Regions from separate parts of the Gossypium hirsutum genome. Here region 2 is linked to region 1. Evidence: chromatin contacts called from public Hi-C data. All regions are on one chromosome and are shown on one strand. The core of a region is the stretch at or near the end of the contact, and the rest is flanking DNA. Distances in the headings are between cores, read along the strand shown. Region 1 has its middle 33 kb from the start of LOC107903818. Region 2 overlaps LOC107903817 (ethylene-responsive transcription factor ERF070).

Evidence for each region. A called contact is a pair of places that touch in the nucleus more often than the background predicts.
Region 2: a contact with region 1 is called in a Hi-C map of leaf, with 3 times the contacts expected there. The contact joins two enhancer-like sites. A contact is called at or near these places in 2 of 34 Hi-C or Micro-C datasets (anther and leaf).

Annotation. Positions count from the first base shown.
Region 1 is chrD05:53,333,664-53,340,507 of Gossypium_hirsutum_v2.1, reverse strand. No RefSeq gene overlaps it. Among protein-coding and RNA genes, the nearest start is that of LOC107903818, 33 kb to the left of the region's middle. Within about 2 kb of position 5,462, at least 2 of the 9 cell types and tissues checked have an H3K27ac peak or open chromatin away from gene starts, as enhancers often do. A contact at or near this core is called in leaf, where this site is marked.
Region 2 is chrD05:53,402,958-53,409,573 of Gossypium_hirsutum_v2.1, reverse strand. LOC107903817 (ethylene-responsive transcription factor ERF070) reads left to right here. Exons shown (of 4, transcript XM_041092162.1): 3 at 657-852; 4 at 1,003-1,133. Among protein-coding and RNA genes, the nearest start is that of LOC107903817, 4.8 kb to the left of the region's middle. Within about 2 kb of position 1,628, at least 4 of the 9 cell types and tissues checked have an H3K27ac peak or open chromatin away from gene starts, as enhancers often do. A contact at or near this core is called in leaf, where this site is marked.

The DNA.
Region 1 (6,844 bases), core at 4,213-6,712:
AGATTTAACATATACTCACATACAGGATCAGATATATATTTTTATAATCATATACAAGTGTAGACACCAATATCAAAACAAATTCTTACTCATAATGTACACATATGCAACTAACATATCAAAATGTCATAACAGATCCAAAAGCATATATCGTTTCGGACAGTCATAATTTCAGATAATTATAAATATATATCGAATTATAATGTCATATCAGAACAGAACAAATCCTACCTCCATCCGCTACACGCCAACTTCGTCCAACCAATCACACCAAATAAGACTACAAGAGTCCATTCATTCAATCACATCGAGTCATAGTGGTATGCCACTTATATTGATACAGGTGAGCTGCCAAAAAGATATTGTGGTTTAACCACCAAAATTACAGTAATAGTGCCAGAAAACACTTCTTCCATCATATCAAAACCCACTCCAATGCAAATGCAAAATCATAGTAACTTACGTACATAACACATAGGTGGTATGCCATGCACACCAAAACACGCATTTTATAGAGCACAACATAACATAACGCATAACTTATACAGATCGTATCATATCTTAGTTCTTATACTAACATTTATTCCACATAAAGATGTTATGTGTAATCAAATACATAATAACATTTTCAGAGTTACCAGAACACAGATCATACTTACATTTTTCACATACCTTAACCACATCATATGCTGACACATATTGACAACTGTCACATTTCAGGTCTTATTTAAGCCAAATGGACCCCACAAAAAATCTTATTACACATTTATAAGTCAAATGGTCCTAAGTAAAAATTTTCTGAAAATGGGCCCACACAGCCTAAATGGCCAACCCTTGTGGCCTAACGGCCTACCTAACCATCCTGTGTGATCACACATGCCCGTGTGCCCCACACAGCCTATCGAAGTTGTCCGTGTAATCGCACATGCATGTGCGCTCCACACGGCAGACCACACGCTCATGTGGTGCACACAGCCTTCCACACAGTCATGTGACGAACAACAGTCTCAAAACAACCTTAATTTTCTCGAGTTTTTCGAGTTCTAAATGACGATTCAGGTTAGAATCACACACCTGATGATAATTTTGATAAACCATGCAAAATCACACTCTGAATCCTACAATCATTCATCAAACCTCACTAATTAATCATCAAAATTCATCCAAAAAAATAATGTCCATAAATCAAACGTTCAGCCCCTGATACAAAATTCAAACACTTACTTTTCCGAAACAACATCGAAACTGTATCTATTCCGCTAGAGGGTTTTGGTTTTTGTACCTTTCGCCTAATCAAAATCACGAACATACTTAACATAACGTGGAATGAAAACTAAACACCAACACCTCAAATCTTATTCAAGAACAAATTAAAACTAAAATAACAGAAAAATAGCTTGACAAACTTACACCATGCTTTGAACTACGATCGAAGAGTGAATCTTATACACGTAGAAAAAAGCAAAATTGAAACGACAACAAGCAAAACCACTGGAAACGGAGAAAAGAAAAGAAAATAAAAAAAAGAAGAAGAAAAATAGAGAAAAGGGGAAAAAATAACGTAGGAGTGGGAGAGACAATTTGGGATAATTTCTTAACCACTCACATCCCACTAAGTCCCATAATTAACCACCCACATCCCACTAAGTTCCATAATTTACCACCCAGATCCGACTAAGTCCCACAAATAACCACTCACCAGATTCCTTCATAATTCAAAACAAAAACAATTTTCACTTGCACACACAGGGACTCAAATTCAAGACCAAAGGGTAAGCTAACAATCACCTTACTATCGAACAAGCAAGCTCATTCTTATCAATAGATGCACTCAAATATTTTTTAAACCAAATACCAAAAATTAGAGATTAAGACAAAATTGACAAAAATACAAGTGAATGGATTCAAACCCAGAACCTTCCTCACAAAAACACTACCCCCAACCACTTAACTAGAATAAATTACTTAGCATAATTTCAAATCTTAACTCAAAAATCACAATTGGACCCCTCTAGGTTTTACTAACTCAATTTCTTTCAACTCGATTTTTGGGATGTAACATGAGTTCTAATAATTTGCTTATGTTTTGTTGAAAAGCCAAAGAAGGAGATTGTTGGGACCAAAGCTATTCAGAATTGATGTTTAAATAGTCTATTTAAATAGCTATCTAGAAAGGCTTTCAGGGCACCCTAAATGTTATTATATTTTGGCATTTTTTATTTGGGCCTCCATGATTGTTTTCTCCATAAACAAATGAATCTCAAAATGTATTTTATTTCATCTCAAACCATGATGATCGAATTTGGCCGATTGTGGAAATCATGAGATCGACATGGCTTGTGTCATAAGGCTTATCCTTATCATTATCATTTAAGCTATTTATTTGATGATTAAGCTATTTATTTATCTTGGCTGATAAGGATTTATTTTGGGATAATTATTGGAGATAATTCAAGAGAAGAATTTAGAGTTTTACCTTATCAAAATGACTTTGAGAAGCTGTCGATTTTTAGCCTATAAGTAAGTTGTTGTGCTGCACATGGGTGTGCATTTGGAGTGCTTTTGACTAGTTATTTGCATTCTTATGTTAGACTTTTATTGTAGAGTAAAACATTTGAGGTTATTTAGGTGAATGATTGTAACAAGTCAGGGTTATTTACTGTGGCTGCAATTATTTCTTGTGTAAGGGTAGATTGAGCTTTAACTAATAGTTTATTAGATCAATTGTTAAATAATTTATTCATTGTGCAAGGATCTGCAGAGTAGAATTGTTTTCGAACTGTATTACCAAAATTTGTGCCTATTTCTCTCCTTCTCTTATTTGCTTACTACTTGTGTTTTGTTAGAACAAGTGCTCAGACGTATTTTTGAACACTTGTTTGAACATCAAACTAGATAGAAAACAAACTGAGATTCTAACACTAACAAAAAAACATAATTAAAATAACAAATTTTGATTAATTCAAATAAATCAATTTATTTAAAAAATTAGTTTAATCAAATCAAATTCGCCCTTAACAGAATTTTTTTTTCAAATCAACTGAACCGAATTTTTTATAATTAATCGGTTAAACAAATCAAATTAATCCAAATAATGAACTGCCCTAATATCTGTCTTCTTCTTTTTTGGTTACGAAGGATCGATCCCAATGGGCGATGGAGTGTACAAGCAAGGGTGGGACAGGTCTAGCTTGGCAATCACTGGTTCATCTTTTCATTATAAGACTGAACCAGATTTTAATTAACTGAGTCCTACCACATTATTGTTCCATATGGCCCATCTAGTGGGCAGGCTAAGAAGTCCAAAACTCCAGATGAAAAAACGTCCACTGTCATAATGATTTTACCAGAAAGTTTTGCAGTGAGATTTAAAAGTACATAAAATAACAAGATCCAGAGTTTAACATAATTAATTGTCTGTAAAAGATGTAATATAATTGAAAAAGGTTGTTCTTCATTAGGGTTTCGAACTAAATCTAGAAACCAGCTTCTGTTAAGACATACAAGAAAAACAGGAAGCTATTGGAACCTCCTGTTAGTTGAGAAAGCACTCAAATTTGCATGTCTGGTAAAAGATAAAAAGAGATATTGCAGTGTTATATTGACATGTTTGAAACTACCGACATGATTGAATTAATGATGAAGATGTTTCTGTATTGATCCCTCCACTAATAGGAGAGAAAGAAATTGATTGATTGGACAGATAATAATATTGCTTTTCAAGTGGAAGCAGCTGGTAAAATTTACATATACCAGTATTGGGTCACACCATTTGAGTGTGGTTCTACTTCCAACTAGAAATGAAAATAAAGGGCCCTTAATGTTTGTTTCATACAGTTCAAAAATGAGATTTTATTTAAAGCTTAAAAGTATTAATTGGATTTGAACTTGGAGTTAAATTCTGAATTTAGTAATTATTCTTATATTGGGTTTTAAATTTTTTTATTCAAATTAAATTTTGAATTTGATAATTATTTTCATATTGAGACTTGAACTCTAGGCTTTCAAATATTAACTTGGACAAAATAAATTCAAACCCAATATGAGAATAAAGTTCGGAATCTTACTTGGACCCAAAAAAATCCAAACTCCAATGTAAAAAAAGTACCAAATTTAAACTATAAAAAGTGATTTAACTTTTTAGATTTTGATCCATCAAACATTAAGAAAGAGAGTTTGATCACCGTGTAAACACATTTTTCTCTCAAGTCAGTCCATATACAGTTTAGCTTTTGGCATTCATAAAAGTAGGAATAATACCCTCTCCATTTAAATTTTATCCTAGTTTTGCTTTGGACACATTTTTAAAATTAGTTGATATATAAGTTATAATAATATTATATCTGTTATGATACTTTTTATTACCGACCTGAAATCTGAATATAACCCGAAGTGACCCGTGACCCAAGCCTGGGCTCTACAAGGTGGATACATTAAGAGCTCGCAAGGAGGACTCGCGGGGATGGCTTGCAAACCAAATTCGCATGTTCCTGGGTGTTCACAGGCAGAGAATGCAAAGTGAAGCGAGTTGATCGGCAAACATATGTTAAGTCTGGGACAGTATGCATGTCAACATGCACGGAGCCTACTTAGGACGTCATTTCAATGAACAGTAACTGTATCAATTAAAATACTATCAATTAAAATAATTTTTCTCTATAACAATCACGTTTATTTGCCAAAATTGTTATAAATATATGGTTTTTATACACCTATAATAGCATTCGAAATATCTATAACAATATTTAACAAAAAAAATACCTATAACAACATTTAAGATTTAGACTATATTTGAAACTTTTTTTTAATTTTCAAATTAAAAACTATAATATATTAATAGTAATATTAATTAGATTGTATCTTTGATAAAATTTACAAATGTAATTTTTATTAAAGATTATTATCATTTAATATTGTATAATTAATATAGTTTATATAAAAAATTTAAATATTTTATTAATATAATATCTTAATTAAATTAATTACTTTTATTTCACTTAGGAATAGACTTAATTTTACTAAAATTAAATATAAGAAGTAGTTATAGAGAAATAACTTAATAAATAGAGTATTCCAAGCTTTATGGTTACTACTGTTATAGAAGATAAAAATAAAACATAAAAAACTCAATTCTAATATAAATTTAATTGTTATAATAATATGATGTTATAGAAAAAATTGATTATATAATAATTAATTTTTATTATTATTTCTAATCGTAATTTAATGGAATATCTTAAGATATTAATTAACAAATACCGTACATGAGAACATGTTGGTCTCATAATCATCTGAGTTGTGATTTAATGGGGACATGAAATATTGAATGGTCCATTATAGGTGGTCCAAATCTCACCCTTTTTGCATTTGCCCAATGAATTGTGTGTGAGACAGCACAATATGTCTGACGCATTTATGTTATTGGATGATGGTACCATCTATTTTTCTTCATATTTATTTGGTCCAAAGTGATATGGTTGATTCTTGGGAAATGTCATCTTCATCTCCCATTCTCATATTTTGTCACTGTTAAGAGTGTCCAACTTTGAAAAAAGAAAAAGAAAAATGGGACAAGGAAAATGGGGGAGTACATATAATAGAAAAACATGTTACATCCCATCTATTTTTGTTCTTTTCTTACAGTTTCACACACATCCAAGCTCCCCAAAAAAGCATGTCTATTAAATAATGATAGAAGAAGATACATGATTTATAAGCTGAAAGATCCATCTCATATGCCATTCTTTTCCATTCAGTTGTTGCAATTATATATCATTGCATTGGCTTTTTCATCCATAGAAGAGAATAACCCATTTTGATATGGACTTACCTTAATCATGATTTTTCTCGAGAAAAGTTTGATGAGTTTTAATTTTACTTGTCATGAAATCATAAGAGAAATTATTTATAAACTCATGCTACATATCTTTTCCTAAGGTCGTGTATCTATTTTGAAGTGTTGCACTCCTTCAACAGTGAAAGTATTATTTTCAATGCGTTTATATTTGGTTTTAATTTTAGATTTTTTCTTACTTCGACAAGAGTCAAAAAAAGGTTCACAGAGTTTAGCGAGAGCGTCTATGCTAAGACACTTTAAGGGTATGGGTTTGAAGCCCACCAAGGTTAAAATGATAAAACATTTCTTTAGTGGACTTAGGTGTTCCCGTCAAAAATTCCGTGAACCTCTTTAGGCTTTCCTCGATGTAGGGAGATAAAAACCAGAGCTAAAATCAAGTATAGTCACCCAAAAATAATACTTCCACCATTGAAGGGGTGAGACACTCTAGAGTAGATACTCGCCTTCAACACCTAACACGAAATCTTTGACAGATAAGTTAATGCATTTACATTTGAATCAATTATAAGATTTTTTTAGTTTAGTTATTCCAATCCAATAAAATTATTATTGGATCAATGGATAAGTGAAAAATTTTTTTCTCCACAACTAGGTTGAAAATTTGTCTCCTATATCGTTGATTTGTTTTTTAAATACAACCTATAAAGATCTGTAACTCCATTATCATTATGTATGATAATTATTCATATTCCTATTTATATGTAAACTTATGTAGATGAAAATATTTATATAACGAATTTATAAAAAGAAATTATTATGAAAATCAAATATGATATTAGTTGTGATGATAAAGTTAAGTTAGTGAATATCATGATATCCTAAGTTCTTATGTTATAATTCTTATTATGTATATTTATTTTTAAAATTTATCAAAATATAAAAAATTACAAATACCCTCAAAATAATATCTGTTGTTTTGTAAAAGAAATTACTATTCGGTAATTTCAAATGGAGTTGGGGCTTATTGACGGGTGATACCAATTTAGT
Region 2 (6,616 bases), core at 379-2,878, 73 kb before region 1:
GCCAAAGTGGTAGTACAAAGGGCACGGCATCCTCACCTGAGTAAATATACCAATTCTGCTGTTTCCTGACACCTTATGTCTTCATTTCTTCCAAAAGTTTGGTTATGTTCATCGATGATTGAGTATTGTTGGTTAATAATGTCTTGAGATGTTGTGCAATGTTTTTGTAATGTTTTTTGTTTATTTAGATTTCTCTTGGGTGCAGTATGCCCACATTGATCATATCAGTTTTCTCATGCTGAAGCCTTTATGCACCATTAATGATGGATTCTGATGTAATATAACTTTTAACATACATATGGAACCTCATAGAGTGGAATATATACATCTTTGTAAAACTAGGGTCTGCTGGAGGAGAGTCTTGTTTACAAACTAGCCATCATTCAACCTTTCGGCTCAAATGGGGAAGAAAGTGATCTAGAATTCCCCACAAGCAGTTTTGATCGAACCTTGTCTCCCTACCACTTACAAGGGTTTATCCTCGTGATAAGTGTTACTAGAAACAGATTATCAAATATTCATGTATATATTTGGTCTGAGGGAGAATTAAGAGATCTAGTTTCTGAATTCACCTAAATCTCGTTAGGGCTCTCTGTGTTGTTGGCTTGCTCATCTTGACAATGTTGCGAGTTTTACTTGCTTATTATGATCTGTAGATCAAGGCAAATCTCTAGTTCTGCTGCCTCCTCATGGATAGTACCATCAAGGATACAGAGTTGTGGATCCAAGTGACTCGAAATGGTGGCAACAAGCTCTACTAATAATCCCTGGGTGCACAGATATAACATCCGAGGCTATCAGAATCAAAATCTTAGAGGGGAATTCAATTCATACTACATTCCGAGTAATCTGGTATGACTCTGATACATAATTTTGAGTCGAGCTTAGTGAGAAAATATGAGACATGTAAATTTTGAATGAGGAAGCAATAATATGGCCTGTTGATTACTCTGTTGGTACCAATTCGATGACTTGACTCTGTTAGGCCTTGTTTTGTAGCAGGATGGAAATGGGTGCCCAAGATTGTAATTAGGTTGACTGAAACAGGTCGATATGGTGTTTATGTAATTCTCAAGGGGTGAATATGTTCACTCATAAATACTTGAAATAATGGTATAAGCAAATTTTTTTTATTGTGTATCTCATATATTTCCGGTGCTCCTCCCATGTTTAACGATTGCTTTAACATCATCTTTGGAAAGTGAAAACTATTGAAGAAATTATGGTAGGAAGATTTACGCAAATAGTGCAACTAAGGTTCTTCAAGAGCCAATACATGATTAAAGCAGATATCTTAATCAAGTATTTTTTCTTAATTGGGTGGGATGGTTTGAACACAGTTGTCTAATAAAGGCTTTAATTACCATTTTAATCAAGTTTTTTATATAGTAGTTTTTAGGTATTAATGAGACGGCTATGTTGGTTATCAAGCTTAATGTTTGATTGCAAGATGAATAGAGTTCTGTTAATCTGTACTCATCTTTTATTAAGTAATTAAGCATGCTTTATTAGGCAAATGAAGTAAAACAAGAGTGTTCAGAACAATTGAGTGTAATGGATTGGACTATGCGTTACACATTTATTCAGTCGTAATTCTCAAGCCCACAACAAAACAATTGTTCGGCTCAAATGTACAACCCTTTATAATTTATGAATTTCCTTCAGTTCCCTCAATGCCCTCAATCTATGACTCATCCACCTCATCCAATCTCTTCCTCAAAAGCCAAAGTTCCAATGGTGTTTTTCGTTTCAATATAGCACTCTATTTGAGGCATTTCTTTAAATTTACAATTTCTTTTTTTGTCTAATTCCATGCATTAGTTTATTCGATTTTTGAAAAAAAAGTTTGAATCAAAGTTATGAATTTTTTTCCTTCTCTCTTTGAAAATTTTCTATCTTGCAATCTGTTTAAAAAGTTAAAAAAAAATCTAAAAAGGCTTAGCAATTGACCCAGAGTGGAAGGAATTTGCCCAACAAGTATATACTAAACTTTGTCAAATTGCCCATACTCAAAGGTATAACACAAGTGACATTACGAGACCTGTGATCATTACAAAATAAGTCAAAAGAAGGGAAATAACACAGTTTGGAGGGTGGATTACTTACATACTAAGTCGGTGAAGGTTGGTTTCAACTAGCATATTGCTCTCCCTACAGATTATACTTGACAGCCTTTGGATGATCGGATCAAACTCCTCAAGCAGAGTCCTACAGTCAATCTCCAGTGTAGACAACAAACAATTGCTTAAAACATTTAACATTAGTTACCAGATCGATAATCAACTTGGCATCCACTTTAAAAACTTGTTCAGTATTCCAATTTAAAATCCATTCAGAAGGCTAAAATATTTAAAATATATTTGAATTTGATCTCTTTTTAAGTTCTTATATTCTTTTATACCTCAATAGATATTTTATGCATATTTATATATAATAGACTGTTTAAATATAAATTAAGGTTTAAAACCTTTTTATACTATCCCAAAACTCTTGGAGAATATATGCTTTAGTGGGTTTGAATTTAAATGATAAAAACTCAAGTAAAATTTTTAAGTGTTGAATTAGGTCACGTTTGAAGTAGGATCTCGTCGCATATTTTTTAATTCAACGGATGTGGTTAAAAGATAAAAATGAAGAGATTGTAGCCATCTATTTAAGCCACGTCAAAAACTAAGAAATTGTGGTGGAGACTAGAACTTGTTAAATTGATTGTCAAATATGTTGCTATTCTCTAGAAATCGGTTATCGACTATGTTGCTACTATTTGGAAATCAGTTTCTTCCCCTTTTTTTTAGTGTTGAAACTGGTTGAATTGGTTAAAATGTAAACATATGTTTTGGAAAACTCAATATAGCGAAATTTTAAAATTACTCTTAAAATCGAGTCATTGTGTTGTTTATGACAATAAATTTTACCAAATTTAGTATATGTGTTGTTCACTTAGCAAATCTTACTGGTTCTTGACTTTCAACTAACATGGTCTTTTTCCTTATACTCAAAACCTTAGTTGCTCAGAGAGTGGGCTCTAATTTCTTGAATCAATCACACAATGAAAAGTTAATTCTACTATAGATAAAGAAATCAAATATCAAGATAGAATTTATTTAGGAAATAATGTCACCATATTTCAGCAAACTAGCTACGCTCGATGATGTGTCTATTTGACTTAACCCATAGTCCTTATTTATAGGGAAAACTACAACAATTCTATTATAACAAGAGACAAAATAATAATATTTTAATAGAAAATATGGAGTCCCTTTGGGATTTTTTATGGTGGGTAGTATACACACTGAAAATACCCAATGTGCTACCAACCCCATATATAAGAGGGCTTATTAGGCCTTTCTCGTATTGAGTACAATTTTATGAGTTTTTTTTATCTTTAAACTAATTCATATATTTTATCCAACCCAATAACCAATTTTATATTCTCAAAATATTATTTCTTTAATTAATTATATCAATTAAATTATTTTCTCAACCTAATTCGAATTCCATTAAAGTTATGACGACTTTATCGTACTAAAATTTATGAGTAAATAAATTTAATTGTCTTTGTTTTGTACAACTGCGTTGACTACTTAATTTAATTTTCACTTTCCCCAATTATTTATTTACAATCAAATAAAAAATAATTCAAAGAAAGCGCATTTACTACGGATAGTAATAATGCAATTTATTTATGTTTTTGTTGTTTTCATTCATTCAACATATTAGTTCTAATTGCAATCTGAACAGAATTGTGTTGAGCTAGTAGATTTATAATTATGACTCAAATAATTTATAATTAAGTTTTGACTCTTCGTCTATTAATTACTATATTATTTAATCATTAAGTCAATCCCCAAAAAGTATCATGATTGAACTCTCCCTTATTATATATCATTACAAAAGCAACTTATAATTATGCTTGTCCAATGATCATGTCATTAGAGTATTATCCTCATAGGATATCATTAATCTCTTTGAGTTAAATTTTGTAACACCCCACGCCCGACCTGTCCTCCGGTTTTGGGTATGAAGCGTTATAAGTGAGTCTATACTTAAATTCGGCTAATTTAGTTGCTAATAAACAGTCTAAAAATGAAAACTATCTAATAATGAAAGTTAAAATAATAGTTCTTACAACTAAGGAATTAAGCCACTGAATGTTCAATCCTTCAAATTGTTCTTATTGCTAATCAGAGTGTTTGTTTACAATGTGCCTCTTAAAACTCTTATCAGGCTAACTCACACGACCCAAATCCTAAGGGCACTATCTAGATACAATCCATTAGCTCCTAGGAGAAGCTTTCATTAGTAACCCCTTCCTATGTGCATGACTCCATCTGTCTGCGATCCTTGATTTCAACTATTTGGTTTAGTCCATCCTCGAACTCCTCGTCCAACCTTGCAAGTCCTGTGAACATAATTCAACTCTGTAAGTTCGAATGAACTTAGTGAATTCCTTTATCACATCATAAATAAACCCTATCGCACGAGGGTAAACAACGTAAACAAATTAAATATAAATACTCCCTGCTCGCCCAAGGCGAATATTTGACATCAGGGTGGTGGACTTCACCTAATCATTCGAGCTACACGACTCGTCTTGAAGCATTCCTTTGGTCAAGATCTCCATTCGACCATAACCCAAATACCTCACCATATCATCGAGTTCTATCCATATCATGTCTTGCCTTTCCTTACACAAGGTGTTTGTCGACCTTAAACTGACTTGGTTGTTCACCAACTTCCCATTAGGGACCCTTATGGTAGCCTTTCAACTATCCAACCAACGATTCTTAGAGCATACCTTCATTGGTAGACTTGGTCGTGCAAGTCCCTTGTAGATTATTTCTATCCATACCGTAGTCTTGAAAAACTTGTTGACGTCTCAGTTTGGTGCTGACCTTCAACACTTTCACTCCTTTAGAGAACCCATAGTTTATCGTTCCAGTGGCTATGCGATTATGCCATATTACTTACTTGTTTCCTTCCCACAGAGTTATCCTTTTTGTGATGTATCCATACTAGACTTTCCCCAAAGAAGAATAGTCTTGACAGACATTTTGTCCTTTGGATAGAACTTTTATCTTGGGAGTACATCCCCTAATCTTCCTATGAGATACGCTACTCACGTACAAATTTATTGAGCTCTCCCTGGTGGCTTTTCTTTTCAAATCCTTGCTCATGATCCTTGGATAATTTCCTTTCCTACATTTCCATAACTAGACCAACTTCTACACGAGCCTACTTTCTCTAATTCTTGTTGGGTTTTTGCCATGCCTTATTAGCTTCCATCACTTTTGGTGGATCCTTAAAAGTCTGCTTTCCATACTTATGCTTTTCTTAAACTCTTCCCCCATCTATGTGGTTTTCCCATATTTGGCGCACAGACCCTATACTCTTCACTTGAGGTCCTAGCAGACTTCCCATGTCTATTTTTTGGTGGACTTTATAGGGTGCCGTAGCTGAGTTGTGGTCTTATACCCTCTTTCCTCTTTTCTATTGTCCTAACAAACTTACTCGTATTTATTGTCCTAGCGGACTTACTCTATTTCATGTTTAATGTCTCGACAGGCTATCTCTATTTCGTGTTTAATGTTCCAATGGACTATCTCTCTATAGATGCCATGGAGTCTTTCATCTGTGGTCTTACACCTATCCGCCATCCTAGTGTACTATCTCATGATGCCATGGAGTCTTTCATCCATGGTCTTACTCATCATATCTGGATGCCATAATGTCTTTCATCAATGGTCTTAGACCGTGTACCTAATACCATTTACCTTGCTTTCATGGCGTCTTTCATCCACGGTTTTATGCTATTATCATTATCGTGTATCATGCCATCATGACATCTTTCGTCCATGGCCTTAGGCTACGTACTTCATATCAGACTGCCATAGCATCTTTCATTTTTGGTCTTATGCCATATACCTTATACTAGACTGCCATAGACTTTCATCTATGGTCTTACGCCATATATCATTATCACATTGTCGCCCCAAAGGACTAGTCGATACCATCGTCGTGCTAAATACCATTCCATAATTTTTTTTTTCCAAATCCTCCTCTCATTATCTCTTTTACATCACCTAACCTTGATGCTTGAACACCACAGTGTTCCCTCCGTAAGGTCCAGAGCTTTACCCGATGTGGTAACTAAAGGTTCTCTCCCCATTTCTCTTCCTAACTTCATCTATCCATAAAGGTTTTTCCCACAGACATGCAATGCATGCTCATGTCATCATATTATCATGCTCATGCAAACATGACATACTTAACAACGTAACCATAACAACATGTTTGGAGTTTTAGGAACTCACTTGAATCCTTTATCGTTCCCATAGCTTAACTTCCTCGAGTTAAGCCTTAAACACCAGAGCTTCCATTCCCCTGGTAGTAGATAAGCATTCAAACCAAAAACCATGAGTTATGCTCAATATCTCAACTTAAACCCATTTTTCAGAAACATGCAGAACCCTTAAGACAGTTTTGGAAATCCACAACTTTATCTCTTAACTCTTACATACACAAAAAGGTTAAAAAACCTTACTCGCTTACTGTTTTCCCTACTTTTCCAGCTTCATCCTCATGAAGTTTACTCTATGTAGAACCTTTTATGGCT